2 separate regions of the Rattus norvegicus genome follow, and region 1 is linked to region 2. Evidence: chromatin contacts called from public Hi-C data. All regions are on one chromosome and are shown on one strand. Each heading gives the region's core, a stretch centred on a gene start, on an enhancer-like site or on the middle of the called end of the contact. The rest is flanking DNA. Distances are from core to core; before and after follow the strand shown.

Region 1 (2,961 bases), core at 241-2,740, 210 kb before region 2:
GGTTGTTGTTCCCAGTTTGCACATTCAAAGTACAGGGATTAGCACATTAATATTAATAAAACACTATTGTGATTGGAAGATGAGCTATGAAGAGGGATGAGTAGATAAACAATCAGGAACAGCTTTTAGATTCGTCCTAGATTTCTAGGAATAGAAATAACACATTGAACTTAAACTTCTAATTATCCTCCTTCTACAGAACAAGTAAAGCTATATACTAAAGGGTTTTATTGTGAAGACCTAGTCCTTCAAGCATATGGAAAACAAGAAAGGCAAACGTGTGCATGTGAGTGCACACTTGTGTGCATGCCCATGCCCACACAGTAAAAGCTAATAGTAGTTAGATTGTGGTAAAAAGGCATTTGAAAGAGCCAGCTCTTGATGTAGTAACAAAGAAACCACCCGTCATTCTGATTTTTTTCTGCAGAATTTGGAAGCAGATGGTATCATAGGATGGTTAATTCATGGGTCATGTTCTCTTTTCCATTTTACTGCTTCTCCTACTTATATATCTAGTTATATTTTTAGGGAGGAAAAAAAGCACCCAAATCCCCAGAGTATCTGGATTTTTGAGATACCAGGAAAATTAAAAGCAAGTTACTTTACCATATACAATGTGAATAAACAAATATTTGAACATTGAAGGATAAGATTTTTCCTTCCTCCTCCCCTCACTGTCATTACCCCTCAAGCAAATGTTCAGACCAACACTCTCCTGGTAGTTTAATATCATAAAAGGAGAGACATAATGTTGCTAACTTTCTTTATAATTAGCAAACATGAAGTAAAACAAAAGACAGACACTAAAATAAGCAAGCGAACAACAGAAAAACAAACGTAAAAACAAAAAGTCAGCGGGAAATTTAAAAACAATTGTCTCTATTTGCAGAAAGATAACCTACTATATGCATGTTGCGGGATATTTGATCACACTGTGAACCCCTAGACAGTGTTTCTTATTTGGAATAAAACTGTTTCTAGTTGTGGTGTGGCTCAGCCCTTAGCACACACCTTTAATCCCAAGGGTTGGAAAAGACACACCCTTAGTATAGACCCTAAGTTCCAAACAATAAAGGTAAAGTTAGTTTGTAGAAGGAAGCTCCCCTGTTCGAAAGTGATGTCTAATTTAGTGGCAAAGTGAAGAATCAGAGAAAGCTTGGACAGAATAGGATACGCCCCTCTCAGGAGAACAGAGAGGAAAGAGGCGACATAAAAAGGAACAATGCAGAGGGAGACAGGAAGGCAGCAGCTTTGCCAGGAAAGTTTTACAGAAACAGGTTGAAGAGAGAACTGATTAGACTCAGGTAAAGACACACTGAGCCAGAGAATGAGAAGGAGCCAGAGGATTAGCACAGACTGTCAGACTTAGTTTGAGGCCAAGTAGAGCAAAAAGTCACAGGCTGAGTGAGAACCAGATTGGATCAGTCAGTGTGGAGAGGAGTTGGAGCCAGAGCAGCTGAGCTGGCCGGCCAGCCGAATTCCAGAGGAGCTAGAAAGGGAGAGCTCATTCAGCAGTGAGTCTCAGAGGCTGGAAACATTCCGGGCTCAAATAAGATGGGTGTGGAGTCTGGGGGCTTCCAGGATGAGGCCTAGGTTAGTGGACAGAGGCAGTAAACCTGGGAGACAACATTTACATCAGCAGAATAAAAGATACATTTACATATGCATGTAACAAGAACTGAATGCTATGCAAAACACTTCTTTTCTTGTGCAATTTTATTTGGTACATAAATGTAAACACAGGACACATTAATGGACTTGGATTTTAATAAACATGTTTATTGCATTGTGTTTAAAAGTAGGCTAAACGGGCTGGAGAGATGGCTCAGCAGTTAAGAGCACTGACTGCTCTTCCAGAGGTCCTGAGTTCAATTCCCAACAGCAGCCACATGGTGGCTCACAACCATCTGTAATGGGATTCAATGCCTCTTCTGGTATGGATATAAATAAAATAAAAATAAATCTTTTTTAAAAAAGTAGGCTAAACACACTTACGTCTTCAAACATTTGTCTATTTTTAATGATGTAAACTTTCAAAACTCTTCTAGCTTTCTGAAATCTAGAGTGAACTGTTTTTCTGTAGTCACCGTACTGTGTAAAAGTACACCTGAGCTTGCTCACCTCTCACTGTGACTTAACACCCATTGGCCAGCTACTCTCTTACCTGTGTAGCCTACATAAACACACACCCACTGGGAACTTTATTGAAGTCCAGGCTTTTAATTCTACTGCGATTGAGATTATTTGTATTAGAAAATGAGGCAGAAATCAAGCCGGAATAGTGTTCAGCCATATCCTGTCAGTTGACTCAACAAGGAGGATGCCCTATATGCATTAGATAAATACTTCAGATAAATACCCTCTACAATTTAACTTGTACTTAGAACCTTAAAAACTAAATACCTAAAAGTTATGAGTAGAGTAATAGTTACCTTAGGTGTGGGAGTGGGGTCGAAGGTTGGAAGGGGTGTGAGGAGAGTTAGAGAAGAGTAAGTTACCAGGTTCTGTAGCACAGCAGGGTAAACAAAGTTACATAGAACACATTGTCTATCTTTACATAGTCAAAAGAGGATTTCAAATATTTTCACATAAAGAAATGATAGTGGGTGATGAATATTCTGATTATCCTGAGGTGATCATTACTTTGTGTATCTGTTAACTAAACATAACTGTCTACCTCATGGATACATACAAGTATGTCAACCAAAAGTAAAATGTTTAAACTTGGGATTGTAATTCAGTTGGTAGATTGCTTGCCTAGCATGCACAAAACACTGAGTTCAGTCTCCAGGACCATATAAAATTGGGGGTAGAACACATGCTCAGGAGGTAGTGTAATAAAGACGACGTGACATGCTTTTAAAAAAATCCGTAATGATGGTGGTAATACTAATAAAGACGTTTTGCTGTGCATGGTGTTAATTCCTGCACTTCTGACACTGGAGAGATTGAGATAGGGTG
Region 2 (3,199 bases), core at 551-3,050:
CTAGAGAGATGGCTTAGCAGTTAAGAGTGAACGCTGCTCTTCCAGGGGATCCAAGTTCAGTTCCCAGATCACCCAAACAGAAAGACAGCGGGAAGCCACCGTGAGAAGTGCCAGAGAAGCCATGTGGATAACGGAAGCAGGGAAGTGCTGGTCTTCACACCTGGAGAACATCCAGATGCAACACCTCACAGGTGAGAAAAGAGGCGCGAGGCTCTGAATTAATCTTCCTGATCCTCATGGGGGCAAAACCAAACATAAAACAGCAACTTGCGGGGGTAGGCAGCTGAGAGGCTGTGCTCTGCACACCTAAGCCAAGTGTCTTGATCCTTAACCCTCTAGAGAGACACAGTTCCTACCTTGTGGAGGGAGGTCCTGCACCAAAAGTCTGACGTGGCAGGTGATGGAGGCTTCCTTCCTGGCAATGCTGGGGAATGGTGGAGTCTCTGGAGTCGGGCAGGGTAGGGGGCCTGTGAATACCCATGAGGCATTTGTGGAACAAAGGCAGCATCTTCCTGGGGTCCTCTGAGGAGAACATTTCCTAAGCATTATCCTGTCCCAGCTCCCGGAGGACTGAAAGAATGCCCAATGGTCTGCCTCCACCATCACTCACTCTAGACCTGGCATCGTCCCCCCGCCTCCCACAGTCCTCTGCACCCCTTCTAAAGGGACGCCCTCCACGTGGCATCTCTTTACACAGCATCTCAGAACACACTCAAACTAGAAGTTGTCATCCCTCTTTCCTGGTGGTGAAACCCACCCATTTCCCACCCTGCCTGTCAGTTCTGTCTCAGGTAATAACATTTCTCTTTTACCAAGATGGAGAGCAGGGGTGGGTGAGATGGTTCAGTGGGTCAAGGGGCTTGCTGCTAAAGCTAAAAGCTTGGCTTTGAACCCCCAGGACCTCCATAGTAGAAGAAGAGAATCACCGCTGAAAAGTTATCCTCTGACCTATACAACCATGCCATGGCACATATGCCCTCATACCTAAGTAAATAAATAAGTCAATAAAACAAATAATTAAATAGTTGTGGTTTTAAATCTTTTGAAAGAGGGAGCCTGATGTAGCAGTGCTCTCTTGTCGGAATCTCTCCAGTTGATAGCTGTGTGACTTTATATAAACTTTCTGTGCCTCAGTTTCCTCTCCTAGAGAATGGGGACAATAACACTTAGCTCATAGGAGTGCTGTGAAATTTAAAGACTTTAAAAATACGCGAAGGGTTTTAAATTTTATCCTGCTGACAGTGGGTGTTAGCTTTTGTTTTTCTTACTGAAAATGCTCAGGACAAGCCATCCCATGAGTCATTTGGTTTTTCCTCCCTCATACACTACACTCAAATCCATCAACAGTTTCCGTTTTTCAGATACGCACCCCATCTGATTCTCAACAGTTTTCGTGTGTGTGTGTGTGTGTGTGTGTGTGTGTGTGTGTGTGCGCGCGCGCGCGCGCGTATGCATGAGCACGTGGGAAGTCAGAGATAGGGGGGAGAGCTTGGGACACTGGGGTGTACCCTTAAGGAGACCCTAAGTCCCCAGCCTGCCTCATTTTCTCTTTGCCTTTCGGTGTCACGAAGGGGGAACAGACTTGCCACGAGAAGTCATGTCGTTTTGCCATGGCCTCAGAACACAGCCCCTCCCCTGAAGACCCAAACCTCTGAAACAGTTAGCAGAACGAATCTTTCCTCCGGAGACTCCCACCCAGTGCGGGACAGGATGACCGCCTCGGGACGCCAGGTGGAGTGGAGCGACAGGCCAGCTCTCCTCGCTGAGTGCCATTCTGGCCGCCAGGTGGCGCTGCAGCACGTTGGGGGGTGGCAGAGGTGCACCTGTGGCTGCCTGTGTTCTGGTGCCAGCTTGTAGCACCACCACCCCACCCCACCCCCCCGCTAAGGGAGGACTCCCTTCTTTTCTCTGCTCCCATAGATAGGCAAAGTTGGCAACATAGAATAACCCTTCTCTTCTTGAAGGCGGAAAAAGAAAAGCCAGGCGCCCTTGGCCACCCTCGCAGGAGGCAGGCATGGGTGGGTCGCTTCTGCTTAATGGGCATCCAGGACTAAAGGGCAAGGACCGCTTGGGGACTGTGTAATGTTTAACCCAGGGCTGCAAGCTTCCATGTAGTAATAGTTCTGAAGACGTCCAGCTCTACCCTGGGCTGCCAGTGCACTGGCCTAGGACATGGGAAGTAGGGAGAATTTGAAGTCCATTGGCATGATAGGTGTCACTAGCTGTACTATTGGCATTACTGCCACTGCCGTTTATTTTCTCTGGAGACAAGGGGAAGGCTTTTCAGAAAAAAAATTAGTTTATTCCTGGCATAAGAACCAGAAGAATGATAGCAACCCCCTAGGGAAAGTGCTCTGGGTTTTGGGCCACTCTTCTAAATGTGTTGTGCTCTGCAGTGTGCCCCGGGAGAAGGCCAGGATCACGGCTTGCATGCAGTTCCGGTATCTCCCACTGGGTGGCGCAGACCCCTGAGCTCTGTCCTGGGATTGCAGAACGGATCTAGGCGAGCAACCGATTAGGGTCTCATGCACATGAAGAGATGGCTGCCTTTTTTTCTCCCCTTGGATTTGAGTCTCACAGAACGGGCACAGAGACCCTGGGTTTGCCTAAGCCTCAGATGGACCAGAAGTGGGTTCAGGAGGGTGATGGCGTGAGAAGCCACAGTGGATCTGTAGTCAAAGTCAGACCTTAGGGTCATGTCTTGCAAATCCTGGGAGGGTAACAGTAAGGAAGTAGGAGACTCTCAGAGCAGGCAGGGAGGGCCAGGTCTACTGGAGAAGAGACCTATCTTTCTTCTCCCTGGGCATTCCCTCTAAGAGGTCAAATTTTCTAGCACCCTCTGGTAGTTGCTTAAGCTTGATTTCATACCTGAGAATGAGCTATTCTCCAGGTTTGGTTTTGTGCTTGTGAAAAGAGGGACAGTTGAGGTGAGGCCTGTAGGGGAGACAGGACCTAGGCATGGTAGCCTGCGGTTTCCTTTGGACTTTTCTGGAGCACAAATCTGTTGGCTTTACACAGCTTACTTCCAAAGCGCCATCTCTCCGTTCCAAAGCTTCTGGATCTCCCTACAGCATTTTTTCCCCCTGCCTGAGCCGGGGCAGTCTCCCCAACCCCCTATCCTCCCCCTCTCCCCTGCTTGGCCTCTCTGGAAAGTTGTGAGTGACCCTGTCAGAAAACAATATCTTTGTTAGCATTGAAA

The links. A called contact is a pair of places that touch in the nucleus more often than the background predicts.
Region 1: a contact with region 2 is called in a Hi-C map of the A7r5 cell line, with 4 times the contacts expected there. The contact joins two enhancer-like sites. A contact is called at or near these places in 9 of 12 Hi-C or Micro-C datasets (the A7r5 cell line, the Rat2 cell line, Schwann cells and 6 more) and 1 of 1 datasets of contacts at active chromatin or transcription factors (oligodendrocytes).

The regions. Positions count from the first base shown.
Region 1 is chr13:71,956,435-71,959,395 of GRCr8, reverse strand. All of the region lies in intron 3 of Rasal2 (RAS protein activator like 2), which reads left to right. Among named protein-coding and RNA genes, the nearest start is that of Rasal2, 140 kb to the left of the region's middle. Within about 2 kb of position 1,490, at least 14 of the 93 cell types and tissues checked have an H3K27ac peak or open chromatin away from gene starts, as enhancers often do. A contact at or near this core is called in the A7r5 cell line, where this site is marked.
Region 2 is chr13:71,749,947-71,753,145 of GRCr8, reverse strand. No RefSeq gene overlaps it. Among named protein-coding and RNA genes, the nearest start is that of Tex35, 31 kb to the left of the region's middle. Within about 2 kb of position 1,800, at least 9 of the 93 cell types and tissues checked have an H3K27ac peak or open chromatin away from gene starts, as enhancers often do. A contact at or near this core is called in the A7r5 cell line, where this site is marked.